Regions from separate parts of the Ovis aries genome. Here region 2 is linked to region 1. Evidence: chromatin contacts called from public Hi-C data. All regions are on one chromosome and are shown on one strand. The core of a region is the stretch at or near the end of the contact, and the rest is flanking DNA. Distances in the headings are between cores, read along the strand shown.

Region 1 (3,552 bases), core at 783-3,282:
TAGTAACATGAGGACTCCCTAAACGGACCCTACTGAGAAATATTTACACAGAAGCTTGAGAAGCTCCCACATGTGTGTAATCTCATTTGAATCGTGCAACAAACCTCCTGAGACAGGCTGTACTCCCTTCATAAAGAGGGTAAAGATGTGCCCAAGGTCACAAAGGTTTTAAGTGACAGGGATGATGCTTCAGCCAAAAGACACTGACGTCCCTGCCACACTGTTCTACAGGGGAAGGTGGGTGCATACAGGCACACATGCTTGATTGACCTGGAGTTTCCTCTCCAAATCCCCACCAATCATACAGGTACAAAGCCCTTCTCCTTCTGCATCTTCTTGCTTATATTACCTGGGGATTCTTTTCTAGGGGTTTCGTGTATATTTGCCTTGTGTTTCTAATTAGATTGTAAACTCCTGACCCGCAGGGACCAGATCATCCATTTTCTTTGCAACCTTCTGCAGTACTGCAGTCACCCAGTAATGCCTGCTGCATGAATGAACCTGTAGAGATAAAAATACTTTATGGTATTACCATTTATTGCTTTCTTGCTTTTATTTGGCTTTGTGATAGGACTACATTGTAAACTTCTGGAGAGCAGAGAAAATGGCTTAGTGCTTTCCTTATACTCATCAGGCACCGTGCAAAATTTGATCCTCACATGCCTTTTTGATGCTCTGGATAATATTAGCACACTGGAGTGTTTTGTGTATCTAAGGACCGGGGTTGTCAACCTCTCTGTGTCGGGGAATGTTCCTTCCTTTCCACTGTAAGCTCCCATGGCGCCTAGGACAGGGCTAGATTACCGCAGAACACCAGCGCCCCCCCCCCCCCCCCGCCCCGACCCACCCCCCCGCCCCAAATGCATATTTTTATTCCTAAGGAGGCGGTCTGCGAAAATGGCAAGCTCTTGCATAACCCCAGACCTTGCGAGGAAATGAGCAAAGTGGAAGGGGATTTGAAGGCAGGTCAGAAATGGCCTGGGTGAGAATGCCGAGGCTTTTCTCTGCGCATCCAGCCTGAGTCAGCCCAGCAGGAGTCCAGCCGCGCACCGCCCGCAGTCCCGGGCCGGGAGGCAGTCGGCCCGCCCGCCCCGCGCGCCCCCCGGGAGCTGTCCAGACGGCCCCGCCCGCGCCTACCTGGGCACTCACCCCGCCGCGCGGCCTCTCCGCCTCCCACCCCGGCCGCAGGAGCCCGTCTTGGGCCTGCCCCGCCGCCTCCCCGCCTCCGAAGAGCCCCGCAGGCGGCGCGCTAGCAGCCTCCTCCGGGCGGGCCAGACAGCCAGGGGCGCGCCGGGGGCGGCTCGGCCAGGCTCGGCGGGGCTCGGCGGGCTCGCCCCCGGCCGGGCGCCTGCAGGGGGCGCGGGGACGGCCCCGCCCCGCCGTCTTCCCTCTCCCTCCCGGCTCCCTGGATCCGCGCCGGGAGGAAATGATGTGTTGCTGCCTGGTTAATCACAGCTCCAGACACTCATTGGCCGAGCGCTCCGCAGCCACTTCCTTCTCCTCCTCCTCCCGCTCCTCCCGCTCCGGCTCCGGCTCTTTGCAGCCGCCGCCGCCGCAGCCTGCCCCTCGGCGCTGGGGGAACTTTTCTACTCTCAGTGACCGTCCCCCCCGCGACTGCCCCCCGGGCCAGCCCCCATCCGGCCCGCCCCGCCCGCGGCCGTCCTCCCAGCCCGTGCCGCGGCGCCTCGGGAAGTTTATTCCGCCCGCCCTCCTCCCCTTCCTTCTCCTCCGCCTCCTCTTCACCCCGCCTCCCCTCCCTCCCCCGGCTCTTTACCCGGGGTGGCTGCCGCTGCCGCCGCCGCCGCCGCTGCTGCTGCCAGGCTGCTCTTCGGCCAGCCGCACCGGCCCCAGGGCTGGAAGGCACCCGGCCCCCCGCACCCGCCCGCCGCCGCCGCCGCCGCCGCCTCTCGGGGACGGCCGCCGGCCCTCAGCCCCGCGGAGTTCCGGGCTCCCTCGCCGGCTGCACCGCCCCGCCCCGCCCCGCGCCGACCTGCAGCGCCCGGCTGGCTAGCACTCCGCCTCCCCCCGGCTCAGCCCCCCGCAGCCGCCGGACAAGAGGTGAGGGCAGGTCGCCCGCCGCGCCAGCGGGAGCCCGGGGGACCGAGGGAGGGGAGAACCTAGCGGGAAAAGGGGCAGGAATTGGGGGTGGAGGGTGGGCGTCTGCGGTGCCTCCCCCTCGCTTTCATTCCTTTCTCCCCCCAAGCCGATTCACTCACGGTGAGGGAAGGAGCCGCGGAACAAAACTGTCTTGCGGTGGGCCTGAACTGCTGGTGGGATGTGGGAGAGGGCAGATGCATGGAGTGGGGTGGTCTCGGGTTTGCAGTGTGTGTGCCTGTAGTGAACTCCTTCAGGGTGTGCGCCTCAGACTTGTAAATCGATCTGGCCGCCTGACCACGGGGCTCACCTTCCCAGCTGAGCTTGGTAGAGAGTCAAGGGATGGGCAAATCACCCCCCACCCTCAAAATATCCGTCTCTTCCAAGAGGAATTTTCTGCTGGAGAGACAGCCAATAAACTCTGCTCAACGCCCTCCCTCCCTCCCTCCGTTCTTCCTAGCTGCAGTTTCAAAAAGCTTCAAAGCCAGGAATGTGGGATTCATCTTCCGATCCCCAGAAGGCAAATGTGGTTACAGATGTTGCACGGAACTTTGCCAAGTTTAAAACCCTTCCTTCAACACTGTAACCAAAACAGTGAGGCTGGAGCCGTGGGTGCGCTGGGGAGAGAGGTGGGCCTCTACCGTGCGGGAAGCACTCACTTCCGTCGGGTTCTAGACTGTTTCAGCTCTGTCCAATTTGTGCTAGGTAGGTCTCCCAATCTTCCCCGACCCTCCCTTTTTCCCTCTGGAGTTGTGAACGCTCCTTGCATGGGAAAGAAGCTGTAGAAGAAGCTCCTTAGGGAAGAAAACATTCCACTTAGTAGCAGAAGAAAAGTCTTGGTTAAAAAGTTGTGCTTTCTGTGGCTTTGGTAGAGAGACAGGAAAGTAATACAATGGATTTGTTAATTTCATTGGGCTTGCTTTCTTTTTTGAAGTGTGTGTGATGGGAGTTAGATTGTGAGAGAAGGGACTGATCTCATCCGCATTTTGTATATTTTTGAAAAGAGGCCTGGCATTTAAACACAGACTAGCCCAGTGGTTTTCAAGAATCCTGTTCCAGAGATGCAGACTACTCTGACAGCCCAAGGAAAGTCGGTGGCAAAAAATAGACACCACCTCCCCTTTCCCCCCCAAAAATTCTTCCTGGAAAGGTGGTGGTAAGAAATTTCAAGAGATGGGCTAATCCAAGTGGCGGGCCTTAAATGGAAACACTATAGTATGTCCTGGCACTTGTCTCTGGAGGTGGGTGGCTGGCGGGGGGCCCGGGCTCTGGCAGCCAGCAGACGCTAGACTTGTGCTGACCTCAGACACTGGCCTCGCCCTCCAGTTTTACAGTATGCTTGAGTGTGAAGCATGGATCTTCCCCATTTTGCTGATGGGGACACAGGGGTCGTGCGGGAGGTTATCTTAGGCCTAGACAGGATTTGGATCACCTGGCTTCTGAGACCAAACCACTTTT
Region 2 (3,552 bases), core at 295-2,794, 97 kb after region 1:
CTTCCCGGAACCAAGGGGATCAGAGGTGAGGCTGGAAAAGTGGAGAGCAGGTCAGCCAGGGCAGGGTGACCATGGTGTCTCCCCCCGTTTTTGAGGGATACAGGGTCGCAGCTTGTGGGATCTTAGTTCCCTGACCAAGGATTGAACCTGGGCCCCAGCAGTGGGAGCACCGAGTCCTAACTGCTGGGAATTCCTTGTGTATCTCCCTTTTGAGGGTCATGGAGTCAGGCTTGTAGATCTGAAATGGAGGCACCATTAGCTCAGTGAGGGAACCCTGGAGAAAGGGCACATTTAGAGTGGAGGCATCGTGAGTTCAAAATTGTGAAAACCCTACTATTATTTTTTATTGTCGTTATTCTAATTTATATGTGATCCTATTCAATTGCCCCTATTCCTATTTTCTTTTTGGCTTGTAAAACTTTACCAAATATCAATTTCTCTGTTCAGGTTAAAAAAAAAAATGATTTGGGTTCCCTAAGTGGATGTTTTATAATGAGAGCATTTAGGCACCTGGGTGTCTTTTATTTCCAAGCATATAGCCTGCTTTCTTGCCAGACCATCAAATGCCCTTCACTAGGCAGTCTGGACAGACCTTTGTGTTTCTGTCTCAGGAGCAGGCTTGCTGGCAGTGATACCTGGCATTGCAAAATCCTTCCGTAAGCCTTTGTTTAATGCCAGAGATCTCAAATGCTGAAGATTCTGGAAAGGTGCCATACTGCACTCTCGGATTAGGAGCTGATGGAAGGCCTCCCGTATCTATGAGCCTAATAGAAGCTGTCATTTCAAATGAATGAACTGTTTATACTGTTGGAAGAAGTCCACGGATGTTTGGGGCTCCTTTTTTAGCCTATAAAGTCCTGAGATATTGGACAATAGTCTAGTAGACAGCAGTCTAATCATTACAGTGTTGTTTGTGCCACTCTGAGGTGAGTTTGTAAGAAATTCAGCTGTTCCTTTTGCTGATTCCTGGGATCACAGTTAAGGCTGGTTGACTCAGAGCATTTTCTCATTTGTCTTCTATGTCAAACACTTCAGTGGGAAACGTGGGGTTTTGTGCACCATTAGGAATGATCATCAACCGAAATGCCTTAGAGCATTCTGGAGTGCATGACTGGGCAGGTGGGCAGGAGAACATAGAAATCCCTTCATAGTGTGCATAGGTTGCTCAAGTCCCGCTTAAGACATGAATGTGGGTCCTCTTGCTCTGAGGCACAAGATCATCCCAGACTGTGGACAGTCTCAGAAAATCCGCGATGCTCTTTGCTCTGCCTCTTCCTCTGCCAGTCCTGGATTAGGCTGTGAGAGTAGGTGTGTCCAGATGGTGAGCTGGGTATTGCCCAGAACAAGGAGAATCTTTTAAAAGATTCGGCCTTGGTGAACCCCTGGGATCCCCAGTCTGAGCCTGTGGTTGCAGAGCCAGCCCCGGATCCTTCCAGGTGGTGCCGAGGACTCCCTGCTGCTCCCAGCCAGACGTGGGCTGCCAGTGTGTTCACACAGGCCTGGTTCTGGGGCTCCAGAGGGCACAGGGTGCCAGCCATAACACTGAGTAATGCTGGGAGGTGCCTTTAGAACAAACAGTGTGGGTGAGCTCTGCACAGAGGGAATACCTCTGGCTTGACGTTTCAATTACTGAATTATTTAAATGAGCGTCAATTAGGTAGAGTAGACTGACTGCCTTCTGCCAGGGCACTTCCTGGTTATTTGCACAGGCAAGTGTAAAATGCTTCATATCAGATGTGGTGCTTCCTGGCTGGACTGTTGAAAATCAGTCACAGAAGGTGATTATCCTTCCTCGGTGCTCCCTGATGTGTAGTGTATTTATATCTCAGTCTGAGAGATTAGAGGTCCACAGACCCTTGTCTGTGGCCCTAAAAAGGGCTTTGTGATAATTCTCACACTTCCCCACCCCACCAGCCTACTCCAAATAAGATATCCCAGGCCTACACATGTTACGGTTATTCCTAAATTTTAACAAGATGAAAATAGTGAGTCATAGGCATTTGGGGGCCTGCTGTGTTTCTTAGAATTGTGAATATTAAGATCTGAAAATGGTACTACCTTGCTTTTAACCTGCTTTGTTGAATTAGTGATCCTGGCTCAGAAAATCCTCTTGGGGTCTCTTAGGTTGATCTACCCTGTTGGATAAGATTGCCAAAGTGGCGTTTAACTAATGTTTGGGTCTGGTGTAGATGTGTGTGGGGGTGCATGGGGTCATTCTTATATTCTTGTGAATTTAAAGTCTTTATATTTGGCTGTATAAGAAAACCTGATTCACTAAGGGCTCTGCCAATCAGTTATATGGGAATTCACAAATTAAGAAAAGTAAATGTTGGTGAAAAGCAAAATAGGAAGCAGAGTTAGTGGAGTTTTTATACTTTCCCATTTGCTAACTGCTGAACTGAACTCATGGTCCCATATCAGAGACTGAGTTAATTATTACATAGAGTTAAGAGTTGTCTTCCTTCTTTTTTCCTTTTTTCTGATTGTGGCAGGGAAGATCTGAAAACCTTGGTTTTTAACTTAGAGTATAACCCCACAGGATAAAATCTGATTAAGATCTGTACCCAGTTATGCCTGGATACACTGCAGGGTTGGGTCTAGTGGGCTGAATCTTGCTAAAGATGGTATGTACTTGAGGCTGCTCACTTCTGGCAATATTCTCTAGGTCACAGTTTAAACATCTGTCAGACCATCCCCATGTCCTTTGAAAAGCCAGACCTTGGCAAGGCAGGAGACATCTTGTGCCTGTGCGCCTAAAGTTTGGGCTCTGACTTTAAGAACTGAGTTCACTCTGAAGGCACATTAGAGAAATTATTGTCATTACTTTATTTCTTTTAATTGACTTTTAAAAAATTTTATTAGAACCACCAAGTGCAATTAATTCTTTGGTACCCTGAACCATCTGTTTCCATAGAATCAGTGATGAGTGAGCCCTCTATGGCCTGGGGTGGTCGTGGTTGTTCCTGGCAGACCGTACATGTAGCAAGTGAATGATTCATCCTCCTCTATTCATTATCAGTCTGTGGCCAGCTCCTCTCCTGTCTTATTTTCATTTTACCCCTTCAAGCCCTCTTCTCCAACCCAGCATCAACAGATACAACCTCTTTAATGTGTTCAGTAAGTATTTTTGGATATCCATGACCTTTAAAAATTATTTAGGGTCTTAAAATACACATTTGTGTTTCACATTTACATAAATTACATTACTCAACAGCGTTTCAACATACACTTTTAAATTCTCAGCTCTGATCGCAAATCAGTATGACACCACTAACTCTGCGCCTCACCCCGCCCATCCATTTCCCTCCAAAGAGCCATCACCTGTTGGGCAGCATAGTTGGCAGCTCTCAGCACAGCTTTGTGCCATCCGAGAGTGGCAAGCATGTCTAGACTCCCTAGAAATATTATCTTTCAACTTGCTTTTGGCAAGAGTAAACTTTTTGCTGGATTATGTCAACAGATATATATGTTTCTCATCCTCATAGAAATAGATTGGTGCTGGAATTTCTCTTGGATTTCTCTAGGCGAGGAAAAATAAAAGACTACCCCTCG

What was found. Hi-C and Micro-C count contacts between places; a contact is called where the count stands out from the background.
Region 2: a Hi-C map of omental adipose tissue shows a contact between it and region 1, with 2.2 times the contacts expected there. The contact joins the enhancer-like site here to the promoter of ACVR1 in region 1. A contact is called at or near these places in 9 of 16 Hi-C or Micro-C datasets (hypothalamus, liver, mixed tissues and 5 more).

The regions. Positions count from the first base shown.
Region 1 is chr2:151,834,708-151,838,259 of ARS-UI_Ramb_v3.0, forward strand. ACVR1 (activin A receptor type 1) reads left to right here and starts at 2,033. Exons shown (of 11, transcript XM_060409911.1): 1 at 2,033-2,799.
Region 2 is chr2:151,932,582-151,936,133 of ARS-UI_Ramb_v3.0, forward strand. All of the region lies in intron 3 of ACVR1 (activin A receptor type 1), which reads left to right. Among named protein-coding and RNA genes, the nearest start is that of ACVR1, 98 kb to the left of the region's middle. Within about 2 kb of position 1,545, at least 17 of the 54 cell types and tissues checked have an H3K27ac peak or open chromatin away from gene starts, as enhancers often do. A contact at or near this core is called in liver, where this site is marked.